Regions from separate parts of the Rattus norvegicus genome. Here region 2 is linked to region 1. Evidence: chromatin contacts called from public Hi-C data. All regions are on one chromosome and are shown on one strand. The core of a region is the stretch at or near the end of the contact, and the rest is flanking DNA. Distances in the headings are between cores, read along the strand shown.

Region 1 (6,448 bases), core at 1,921-4,420:
CAATTAGCTGTCATGAAACCTCACCGAATATTCTATCGTGAGAGTTAGTCTAAACCCTATACTGTACTTGTGCTTGTACTTGTAGCTGATGTTTACTGAGTACATACCATATGCCAATACTAAGCTACGCTTCCCAGACAGTTTCTCACTCACCCATCACAAATCTATGAAATGGGCACCATGATTTTGTCCGTTTCACATATTTAGAGAGTAAGATGAAGTAACTTACTTAAGGTAAGTCCTTGCTAACGGGAAGGAAAGTGGTTCGAACCCAGACAATAGCCTTAAGGCCTCATCACTAGGCCACTCTTCTTGTTCTTATTTTAACTGGGAACACTTCAGTGAAGACGCTGGCCAGCCTCAGCATGACAAACATGGCTCTGGCAGGCCTTGCCCTTCTCCCCTCTGCCTTGCTAAAACCCGTTTGATTACATTCCTAGAACTAGTCACCAAGGTCTAGATTCTCACTGGCCATTTCCTTCTCCTGAGGCTTACTACTGAGGTCCGGCTATCAGAGTATTGAACGAAGTCCAGCAACTGAAAGTCCCTTTTGGCTCGCCTAATTAAACATCCGGTTAAAATTAAACACCTCATCCTAACACAGGGTTTCTCCTTGTATCTTTATAGACTGCGTTTTTTCTATGACCACATCTGTTCCCTGTATCCAGAGGGAGTCCTTTGTCCCCTCTGGGACAAATATCCTTTTCCCTTCTTCCTTCCTTGATCCTTCCCCTTCTCTCTCATTCTCTATTTCCTGGTTTTGTCCCGTATTCCTTGCCCTTTGTCACTCTGGGGCAAAAAAAAAAAAAAAAAAAAATGTCTTTCCTTTGTGCTGAGAACTTGGTCTTGGGGGTTCTGTGCGTATACTGATTGCAATATTCAGCAGATGAAATTAAACTAAATGAACTAATTAAAAAAAACATATAGCTTAAATAAGGCTAACAAGGCCAGCCACAAGCACTTTTAGCTAGATTTAATTAATATATCTTTCTGATGCCACTAGATTCTCTTGCAGGGTTAAATTCTTCTTAGATTCTGTTCATAGCTTTGACACATTGTGGAAACTTATTAAGTAACCTTTCTTCCTGTTTGTTTTCTGTCTTACAGAGTCTCTCCAAGACACCATTGTTTGGCTCCATATTTGCTTGGTATATTGATTTTAGGTTATTAACGTTCATTTTAAGGGTGACATAGTATACTGGTCTTATATAAGAGTTTGGGAGATAGTCTTCTGTCTGGTCTCATCTTGCCACTTGCAGGCTAGGGACTCCAGACACAACAGCTAGTCTGCTAGCATTTTGGTCTACTGGGATGGGCTGCCTTGACTGTGACTCTGCACTGTAATCTGTCTTCCTGAAGTAGAGGCAAGAAGTCATCAGGCTGGGTGGGAAGCACCCACTGAGACACCTCAGCCCACTTACATGTCTTTAAATACAGCAGCCACAGGCTAGATAGCGGTGGTACATGCCTTTAATCCTAGCACATCCTAGCCACCCATTGTTGCCTTTTATTGAAATGAGGATTAAAAGATGTATGGATCCTTTGTTCCTCCAAAGTGGCTAAATACTCCAAGAACTCTTGTTTAAGATTTACTCAGTCAACATTTGAAAGAGGAAAATTTTGGTGGAACTAGCATGCTTTTCAATCTAAAGGATTAAAATGAGAGAACATTTCAGCCAACATCTTTATGTTTTTTTAAGCAGTTGGTGGTTTATTAATAGGGCCTGAGTCTTCTCTTGCGTCGTTGATTCCCTCCAGACTCCCGGGTGTGAGTATTCAAGAGTGTCACATGAGCAGAGATCTACATGCATGAAAGCTTCATTAATTTTTTACTGGTAATGTGAGATGAGAAGGCTCAGTGCTGACCAGCTGTATTTTGAACTCAACTACAGACATTAATTATGTATACATGGAAAATGATTTGGAACAATTATAGTCTGTTAGGCCTTTGCTTCCTGTTATAATTCTAGATAAATTAGAGTATGATTATAACCAATTATGTTGTTTCAGTTATCATTCCCAAGTGATCCAAGCCTTACTCCATGATCCCTGGTGGTAGTCTGTTTCATAATTCTAGTAAACCAGCTATGTAGTTTGCTCTTAATAAACTTCTGTGCACAGTATTAAACGTTAGAATAAAATGGAGACCCCTCCGAGGTATCTTAGAGGGCACTCTGAATAGATCTAGTCAGTTGGGATGCCTGGGTCAAAAGGACTGTTTCTTAAGCCAGGGACCGTTAACACTTTGGGAGCGGAAAGGAAAAAAGGAGGAGGAGGAGAGGGGGAGGAGAGGGAGAGGAGGGGAAGGAGGAGGACACAACTCGGGACTTTTCTATCAATACAAAGGAAATACGATATTTTCTCATCTATCCTTCTGGAATTTGCTCAAATGATGGTGATGGACAAACCTTTTAAAAATCTTTTTTTTTTTTTTATTTTATATGAGTACACTGTAGCTGTCTTTAGACACACAGAAGAGGGCATCGGATCCCATTTCAGATGGTTATGAGCCACCATGTGGTTGCTGGGAATTGAACTCAGGACCTCTGGAAGACCAGACAGTGCTCTTAACCGCTGAGCCAACTCTCCAGCCCTTAAGAATCTTTTACTTTGAGAATTCAGACGTTTATTTTTTCAGGCAGCATCTCTTGTAGCCCAGCTGGCTACGAACCGAGGATGACCTTCACCTTCTGATCCTCCCTCTACCATCTCCTCTGTGTTGGGATTACAGGCGTTAGCCACAGGTCTGGAGGGAGAATTTCAAAGCCTTTTTAAGCAAAATTATAGCGACCACTTTGATATTTACGTTCGGGTCACTTGGCATAAGTGGGAGGGAATGACAACAAAGTATATGCAATCTAGAGGCTGAAGTGGACCAGGATGTAAACTGTTAGTTCTAATTAACGCGTTTGGAGGGCTGGGTCTGACACACCAAACGCCTACGAGAAGGCGATAACACACACCCTGTCCACCTTGTGCAGCCCGCTACCCTTTAGGAACTTGGCCTCCGCTACAGCCGAGGGCGCCGGGTGATGACGTCACTGGGCCCCGGAGGCGATTGGCTCCCCGAGAGAGGCGTCGGCAACCAACGGGACCCAGAGTCCTCGCCTGAGTCCTCGCGATAGCCGCAGCCTCTGTGCGGGATGGCCGCGGAGCCGGGTGGAAGTGCCCCGCGGCTCCGGGAGCCGGCTCTCGGGGCCGAGAAATGGCCCGGGGCCCCGGCCAGCTAAGCGGGCCTCGTCCGGACACCGTCACCATGCCCAAGAGAGGAAAGCGGCTCAAGTTCCGGGCCCACGACGCCTGCTCTGGCCGAGGTGGGCGAGGGGCGGGGCCGGGCGGCGGAGGGGGGCTGGGCAGCAGGGTCCAGCTTGGCGAGACTCGGCTGCGGAGACTTTGCCCCGAGTCTGAGGAGGCCTTGGCTCTTTGCTCTGTTTCAGTGACTGTGGCGGACTATGCCAACTCGGATCCGGCGGTGGTGAGGTCTGGACGGGTCAAGAAAGCCGTGGCCAACGCTGTTCAGCAGGAAGGTAGGCTTTCGTGGATCTCTTTAGGCCCAAGCTTTTAAGACAGCATTAGGTATTGTATTTTCCTGGAATTGTGTCCGGGTATTTTTCCTGCTGCCCTTTGGCATCTGGCTATGAACGTGTTTGCTCTTCCCACTGTTTACTTTCTCATATCGGGGATGGGATGGGTGTGTGTTGCGGGGATCAGCAGGTTCCAGAGCCGAAATGTTTTTATTTCCTCTTTGAATTAAAGCCATTTTGTGACCAGGTCAGGTGGGCGTTCCTTTAATCTTAGCATTGGGGAGGCAGAGACAGGTGGATCTCTCTGAGTTCAAGGCTAGCCCGGTTTACATAGGAGTTTACATTGTGAGATCCTGTCTCAAAAGAACAACCAGACCAAAACAAGAACAAAAATCCCACACAACTTCATGTAGTCATTAATCTCCACTGTCATGCCTTGATATCAGTCTCTCATTTTTTATAATTATGCATATTTTACTTCAAGTTGACATCCATTACATTAGCATATCGTTTTCTTTTTGCCGTGCTTGTCTTGCTGTCAGGATTTTTGCAGTTGGTTCTCTTGGATTTATGGTTTATGTCACATGTCTCCAGTGCAGGACAGGGTTAAATTGGATCCCATTTCTCTTAAGCCAATGCTCCTAGGAGTCTAGGTGCATGGCAGTACACTTGGCTTCGGCTTTCATTCACAGTGGGTGCATTGTTCACACCCCAACCCAAGACTGAAGTCAGCACTTAGAAAGAATCAGTTTCTGCTACTTTAGAGATAGCTTGACAATTGCTTTCCTTTTTCTTTTGGTTATTACAATGCTACAGTTTTGTTTGAGCTTTTCTTATTATAAGGTGTTGGCTTTCTTCAAGATTGCCTCTGTCCTCCATGGTTGCTGATACATGGGCCTTTATGGGTATTTTTGGATGGAACCAAGTGCGTTTCATTCTCTCCTTGTTTTCTCCTAGTAAAATCTCTCTGTGGCTTGGAAGCGTCCCAGGTTCCTGCGGAAGAGGCTCTCTCTGGGGTGGGTGAGCCGAGTGACATCTTGGACAGCAGTGATGAGATGGACGCCCAGGAGGAAAGCACTCAGGAAAGATCTGTCTCCAGAAAAAAGAAAAGCAAGAGACACAAAGGTACAGGTTGCTTTGCTCAGGATTGAGCTCTGTCTGTGGTGATCGATCAGTCAGTGGATTGATCAATTGATGCTATCGCTCTTCAATGTAAGGGAGATCTAAGAGGTGAATTTGCTATTGTACCAGTCATTGTCAGTGATAACTTTTTTTTTTTTTTTTTTTTGGTTCTTTTTTGCGGAGCTGGGGACCGAACCCAGGGCCTTGCGCTTCCTAGGCAAGTGCTCTACCACTGAGCTAAATCCCCAACCCGATAACTTTTTTTAATATTTATTTATTATATATGAGTGCATTGTAGCTGTCTTCAGAGGCACTAGAAGAGGGCATCAGATCCCATTACAGATGGTTGTGAGCCACCATGCGGTTGCTGGGATTTGAACTCAGGACCTCTGGAAGAGCAGTCAGTGCTCTTAACCGCTGAGCCATCTCTCATGCCCAGCCTAATAACCTTCTTTTCCAGGATCCAAAAATTAATAGCAACATTTGTTATACTTTATTTTTTCTTAATTCTGTTAGGGATGTATAATACATACAAAAATATGTGTATGTATATACAAATTTTCCAAAACATTTCCAACTTATGTTTTACTGTTCTTTATTTTCTTTGTTTATTTATTTTTAGGCACTGAATATGGGTGTTTGTCTACATGCGTATGTGTTCATTTCATGTATGTCTGGCACCCGTAGAGGTCAGAGGAGGGCATTAGCTATGGAGCTGGAGTTGTGAGCTGGATGGATGATTGTACACTCTGATGTGGGTTCTGGGACTCACACCTAGGCCTTTGCAAGGGCAACAACTGCTAAACCATCCTGGCTTTTCAAGACAAATTTCATTTTCTTTTTCCTTTCCTTTCACACACACACACACACACACACACACACTCACTCACTCACTCTCTTTCTTTCTTTCCTTTCTTTTCTTTCTTTTCTTTCTTTTCCTTCTTTTCCTTCTTTCTTTCTTTTTGCTTTGAGACAGGGTTTCTCCATGTAACAGCCCTGGCTATTCCCGGAACTGCTTTGTAGACCAGTTTGCTTTGTAGTCCACAGAGATCTGCCTGCCTTTGCTTCCCAAGTGCTAGGATTAAAGGCAGGTGCCACCAAATGCTGGGCCTCAAGATAGTTTTTTTCTTTCTTTTTTCCTTATTTTTTGAAATGGGGGTCTAGTGTAGGGCAAGCCGTTCGTCATCTCACAGAGTTCATCTGACAGAGACCCCACGCCTCTGTCTTGGCAGCACTAGGACTAAAGGTCTGTGCCGCCCGCCTGGCAAGACAGTTTTAAATCAAATACAATTGAGAGGCTTTACTATTTCCCAGCTGTTCTGTTGCCATCATGAACTAAGGATAGAATGTTTCCGTCATCCAAAAAGAATTCCCAAACCACAGTGTCACCGCTTCTGATGTACGGCACCCCTGGCCTGCCCTAACTTCATTCTCTGCAGATATGACTGTTCTGATACTCCATACAAATGCAGCGCTAACATACTCTTTCAAGTCTAATTTCTTTCATGTGGCTTAAAAATGTTTACGGTTCAATGTACTAATAGTTCATGTTTACTGCCTTTTGTCTGACTACTCTGCATTATATAGCAACTTCAGGGAGGAGTTTGGTGTGGCAGATGCTTTCATTTCTAGTAGGTAATGAGCATTCATGCAATTTCTGGATTGTGTGGTAATCTGTGTTTTAAGTTTTTGAGGAATCAGTGAAATGGTTTTATCATTTGATGTTTCTGACAATAGCATATGAACATCCCCCCCCCCCCCCCCAGGGTTTCTTGTGTAGCCTTTAGAGTGTCCTGGAACTG
Region 2 (6,448 bases), core at 2,207-4,706, 180 kb before region 1:
AAGTGTTGATTGTGCCATTTGGTGTTTGATTTTGGTCATTACTGAAGGAGAATCTTGTGGATTCTGCCTAACTGCAGCCAGGTAAGGTTTCTGAGAGCAATGAAGGTACCAAAACCATCACACATTTCTAGCACACTGGAGAAATTCAAAAAATATCTACTGAGCAGCAGAATACTACACAGTGAAAATAGCATTTGTACTTAAACATTTATGTACTCAGAGGAAATACTTGCATTTTAAAGAAAATAAAAAAACAAGTAAAACTTTCAGAAAATAAGCTTAGCTATCCCTTACATGCTTTTGAAGTAAGATTGGTTACTGTCCTTAAACCTGAGGTCTGCACGTAGTCTTGACTCATCGTTTTATCAGTTACTGTGTTGGATTTCCATAAATTTCTGTTAACTCATACACAAAATAATGTAAACACCCTAAGCTTGCACAAGCCAGGCAGCTTACGGCCCTCACTTATTAAACAGGTATAGACCAAAGCTATCTAAGTACCATTAATTAAAGACACAAAGCTAATTAAGAAAGAACAAAAGGAAATAGAAAGGCTGTTATAATTCTACCACTTACATACTAAAAGTATACCACAATCTCTAAATCACTTAAATTTAGCCATTAGAGTTCCAAAACTCAATGGACAGAAATCTAGAGATACAGGAATTATAAAGTGCTACACCATGGAAAATATTTCTTATTTTTTTTAAGGTTTATTTTGTTGCCACATTTCAACTATATGAAACCACTTGTTCCAGCTTTCCTAACACAAAACACTTCCCAAACAAAGACTGTTTATGGTCTCTTAAGAAGCCTTTGTTCCAGGACCCCTCTGTTCAAGAGCTACAACTTCTGGATTTTCTTTTTTGTGGTTCTAACAGCAAATACTGGCAAACTCTTCCACACTGGCATAGAGTTTGTTAAACAAAGGAGGAAGCAAGTCCCCTCCACACAAAGGAGGGTTCCAAAGCAGCACTAGTTCTGTGTACACTATTTCCTCCTCTTCACCCCTTTCCTCTCAGGCTGTGGTATATAGTATTCGCAATACAAAATGGTGGCCATCATGTGTGACATTCAGAATGGGAAAAAGCAAAACAAACGCACAAATCCTAAAGACTGCCATTAAGCTGCTAGCCCAGATGAGGAAATGAGTAGCCAAACCTAACCAAAGCAACTCTATTTTTCGAAGAAAATAGCCCTATAAAAGGCAAAGACAGTAAGAAAAAGGACTCACCCCAGTCCTAGTATGCCACAATGCCAACATGGAGGACAACTCACAGGAACCTAACTCCTCTTATATTTTGGTTTCTAATAACTTAGTCAAGTTTCCTAATTTCTGGATAAAATCCCATTAATGCAAACATGCAATTAGTCACATTCATCTTCCCTGATACACTAAATAATAAAGCTAAATCGCTCAATGTTTGAAACGTGGTCTATGTTTTAGAATTAAAACCTTAGGTCTAACGAGGCAAGGGTGTAACTTCTTCAGGCCTCTACACTAACAGAAACCTTCCTTTAAGCCACAACAATCGACCCTGTCCATTTCACCAGAAGAAATGAATCTATTTCCAAACATTTTCCCCATACTAGCTGGCCTGGCCAGTTATTTTCTAAGGCATTTCATTTCTGTCCTCAAAGTTGTCCAAGAGCAACTAAAATGTGTTGTCTGTGTTTTAATTTTTCTTTCGTAGGAGTAGTGGAAAGATAAGGCTTATTCAGGGGGCTCTCGAAAACAGCTTTTCTAGAACGTCTACGTACACAATCCCGCAACTCAAAATGCCATTACAAAGAGCAAGTTTAAGGGGTAAAAGGCGGGGGTGGGGGGAGGGTCTTCTTCCACTTGTGAGAGAGCAGGGAAAGATAGAAAATTCTTAAACGGTAGGCAAGGCAGTTAAACCTTCCCAACCGTCCCGGCCGGTCCAACGGTCGTTTAGGCCAACTCAGACTCAGGTCATCCCAAAAGGTAGACGGAAAAACCTGGGGTGTCGCAGCGCATCCAGTTCCGGCTGCGGGGGGGGGGGCGAGGGGGGGAGGACAGGGAAGGAGTGGGCCGGGCTCTCCGCGGACGTTGCAGCCGTTAGGACTGTCTTCGGGGGACACCCTACCCCTCACAGCCCCCCAAGCTCGAGGCGCTAGAGCCACCGCCGGAGGGCCGAGTAGGGAAGGCTAGGGACCGGGATGAAATCCCAAGGGCTCGTCTGACATCTCCCCTACAAGCACGTCCTCTGCACCTCAGCCCCAGCCAGGCCTCCCCCGGGAGCAAAGCGGTCCGGCCCGAAGTCTGTGTGGCAGCGTCCGCCAGGACGAGCAAGCCATCAGGGCCCCCCGCTTCCTGGCCTGCCCCCACAATCCTCAAAGTGCCCCCCCACACCCTTGCACCCCCACCACCACTCAGCCAGCCGCTCCAGACCGGACTCGCAGCTCCTCCCCGCCCCCAGTGGCGCTGGCCGCCCCCTGCCCCAGCTCGCCCCGGGGACTCCCGGAGGCCGAGGGACCAGGTGGTGGTGGGGGACCCGGGTCCGGAGGGTGGGGCGCTCAGGTGAGGGCAGCTCTGGGCCGACGCCGCCACCACACAAAGGACCAGGGGCTCCCGCCGCCATATTGAAAACTTTCCTCCTCACACGACAACTCGCAAGTCCCCCACCCCCACCCATCACACACCCCCGCACCCCGAGAAGGAGGCGAGGACCTGCCACCGAGCCGTGCGGGCCCAGAGCCCTGCCTCCCCGCCCGCGTCTCAGCCGGGCTCGGGAGGACTCCCCAGCGACCACCCCGGCGGCTGCCACCACTCCAGCCCTCACTGCTGCCGGATCGTGCAGCGCACCAACCCCCGGAGCGGCACGGACTTGGCCCTCCGGCCGCCCTGCCAGAGCCGGTTGTCCTCACGACCCGCATCCCACCCGGGACGAGCCCCCGGGGCGCCTTCCTCCCACCGCTATATCTCCCACCCTCCGAGCCGCCCCAAACTTGACTGGGCCCGCGGGACGACCTCTCCCCGCCCCCGCGCCTCCGGCCTCCCGGGCCGCGCGTCCTCGCTCCCTCCCCCAGCCGCGAGCAGGATCCGGGGTGCTTGGCTGACTCACCGGCGGCGGCCGCACCTTACAGATCCCAGTCTGCTCGGCTATGGGCCGGATCTTGTGGATGAAAGCGAAGGGGTCCGCGAACTCTTCCCAGCTGGGCTCGAAGACCGGACACTCGGGGGGAGGCAGGAACTCTCCCAGCGGGCCGGGGCCCCCAAGGGGCAGCGCCGGGCGCGGGCCTGGGGGCAGCGCGGTGGCCGGCTCCATCACCGCGACGTGGGCAGGGGCGAGCACAGGGCAAGCTCCGCAACCGCGGCAGCGAGCTCCGCTCCGTCCGAAACCTGTGCACACGCACAGCTCGGGCGACAAGTCCGACTTCTACTAGCAACGGCAACACCTAGGGCTTTTTCAGCCTTCCTCCGACGACGTCTTGCCGCTACCCCACGCCGTGCGCCTCCGCCGCCACGGCGAGGAAAAAAGTCCCGGCTGCCACCCCGAGCCAGGTCTCGCCCCGCCCCCTAACCGGGAGGGGCAAGGGGCCTTCTGCCTGGGATGTTTATCCTTAATGCTTCAGTTGACCACTGAAGTTTCAGAATTCTTGCTCTCAAGAAGTTAACAGTCCAGTAGAGAGAACAGAGGTACAATCGATCAATCACGTCATACATTTTGCCATGAAGGATTTGCATAGTAAAACCCGAGGGGCAGAGTACTGAAATTGGAGGATTCTCCAAGTAAACAACTTGCACACAAGAACAGCAAGGATAGACGCAAGTTATAGTAATGAGGAGAATAACTCTTCGAGCACTTGTTTATCCTAGACACATTGTAAAGTGCAAATGCTTTTCGGGATTGTTTAGTCTGTGAGGGGCTTAAGCATTTGACCATTCCAACAGTTCAGACTGTTTATTGGAAAGTGGGGGTGCTGCACAGAAGTCTACACATATACAGGGTTGGACTTGAGCAAAAAGATCTTGAAATAACCCAGTCAAGGAATGAAGGGAGGGCCTAAATAAAGTCAACACCCCTATCTATAGATTGAAACGAAACTGTAGGAACTAAAAGCTAGACTAGGAAGGGACCATAGGAATGCCATACTAAGGGCCTGACCAGTTGGTGTTGCTGGGACAAGCATCCAGATTATGCCATGCGCATGTCATTCCAGGGAAGATGTATTCACTCCTGAATGGGCTGAGCTCGAGATGCCTCTGATATACAGATTTCCAGCAGACCAGAAGGTACAAGTCTTTAGTAAAGAGATTGGAACTGGTCCCATTGTTTCAGAGGAAGCAACAAAGGGGCTGAGAGATTAAGTAACCGTGAAATACAAAGACGGGGGATGCCCTGTAAAAAGTCAGAAGGGCCTAAGTAGAACTTGAACACAACAATGATTTCTTTAATCTAGAAAGCAACCAAGCTCATGGAAACACTGCTTGCCCCTGTATAAGGAGGGATCAGTGGATCCAGAGCCCTCCCTTCAGAATAGGCTACCTCTCTTAGTCTCTGGGTGTAGTTTTTAACAGGACTAATGTGGCCAAGGCTGGCCTGGAACTCTCTATATAACCAAAGATGACTTTGATCTTCTGATCCTCCTGCCTTAACAAATGTATCCCATCACACACGAACCATCGTTCTTCAGCTTACAAAAGGAAGAAAGTAGAAGTTATGTGGTGGCACACACCTTCAATCCTCCACAAGTTCCAGGCCAGCCTGATCTATCTGCATAATGAGATCCTGCATCAAAAAACAAGCCGGGAGAGATGGCTCAGTGGATTAAGGGCCTTTGCTTTCTGTCTTGGAGGATATAAACTGAGTTTCCAGATCAACACCCATCAGTCAGCTCACAATTGCCTCTTCCCTGCAGCCTCAGAGGCTCTGATGTCTCTTCTGCCTCTCCAGGCCCCACACACACACACACACACACACACACACACACACACACACACAATTTTTAAAATATAAAAAATACAACATACAAAACAGTTTTCAGTAAAGGGGAGAAAAGTCTCACTCTTTAATATGCTCCACAGTTACCCGGTCTCCAAAACAGTTCAGTTCCTGGAGAAGGAAAAGCTTTTCTTAGCTCCACAGGGATTTGGAGCCTGAGTCTTCTGCTGCCAATGAGATGCAACCAAAGCAGCAAGTAACCTATTCCGAAAACAAGACCATAAGATAAGGTGATCCGGCAGGCTATAGAATCGTGGGGAAAACCTAGGTAAGAAGTACAGAATTTACCAAATTTTTGAGTCAAGATTTCCGTATATCTCTGACTAGCCTGAAACTCACATACTGACCAGGCTGCCTTCAAATCGGAGATTCGGTGATTAAAGATTCGATGATTAAAGACATGAGTCACCTCACTCAGCCTGCCATATTTTTTAACCTTGGGGTTTTTTTTTTTTTCTTTCCTGATAATGTTTTGAGGAGGGGAAAAAATGAAACAGGACTGCATACTTGTTGCCAAAGCTGGCCTGGAATTCACGATGTAGCCCAGGCTGACCTCAAAGACTAGGACTTGAGATGATCCGTCATGTTGACTGAGAAAAATCCTTTATTGTCCCTCTTGGCCCTGGCCCTGGGTGTCATATGCCCTTTGCGCATTTGAGGGTCTTCCTAGAGTTGATTCCCTCTCATATTCTCTGCCTTGGGAGAACACAGTACTTTTACCCTTGACGTTGGCATCCTAGAAACCAAGTATGTTATAACTCTCAGACTTCAGAAATACATGAATTGTGGGTATGTAACTAGAGGATACGAGCTTAGGAAAAGTCTCAGTTGTCTGTGGCCTAGGCATCTTCTCTCACTCCCAACTTTCAAGGTCTACTAGTCCTCTTTCCTCCATTTCCGGTAGTGATCCGAAATGATGAGATACTACTCCTCTCAGATCAAGCAGCAACTAATAGGCTTCACACCAACCCAGAGAGACACGGAGGGAGTGGCGGTTGCCAAGCTAGTAAAGAGAACCTAGGGCCTGAGAAGGGTCTCTGCTTTAAAGGTAACAGCTTCCCCCGCCCCACGGAAGACGTTTCCCCTTGCCCTTTATGATGTGTGTTTACATGGGCGGAGGGATCCCTCTCCAGCTGACAGCCACACCGCGGCCGGCTCTTCTTTTTTTAAAGAGCCTGGCCACAGGCGATGATTGGCCGCGGCCCGAGCCGCATCAGCCTCCGGGGGCGGGGCCCGGTCCGCATTGTCTAGTGTAGGGCCGGCTGGACGCCCTAGAGGCCGGACCTGGGTAACCCCGTCCTGGAGGTGCCGGGTCTCGGGTACCCAAAGGGTTGGGAGCGAGAGCTGGGCGGAGCCACAGCGCCAGGTTCTCGGGTAAAGAGGGACTGCAGCCCCGGCGGCCGGAGTAGAACCGAGCCCGCTCGGAGTGCCACGTCTCCAGGAACCCCCCCCTCCTTACTCTTGGACAACACTCCGCCTCC

Evidence for each region. A called contact is a pair of places that touch in the nucleus more often than the background predicts.
Region 2: a contact with region 1 is called in a Hi-C map of kidney, with 3 times the contacts expected there. The contact joins the promoter of Kdm5b here to the promoter of Tmem183a in region 1. A contact is called at or near these places in 3 of 12 Hi-C or Micro-C datasets (frontal cortex, hepatocytes and kidney) and 1 of 1 datasets of contacts at active chromatin or transcription factors (oligodendrocytes).

The regions. Positions count from the first base shown.
Region 1 is chr13:48,369,070-48,375,517 of GRCr8, reverse strand. Tmem183a (transmembrane protein 183A) reads left to right here and starts at 3,170. Exons shown (of 8, transcript NM_001013871.1): 1 at 3,170-3,314; 2 at 3,438-3,527; 3 at 4,482-4,649. The coding sequence starts at 3,206.
Region 2 is chr13:48,551,405-48,557,852 of GRCr8, reverse strand. Kdm5b (lysine demethylase 5B) reads right to left here and starts at 3,456. Exons shown (of 27, transcript NM_001107177.1): 1 at 3,087-3,456. The coding sequence starts at 3,290. It also overlaps a transcript of Mgat4e not described here.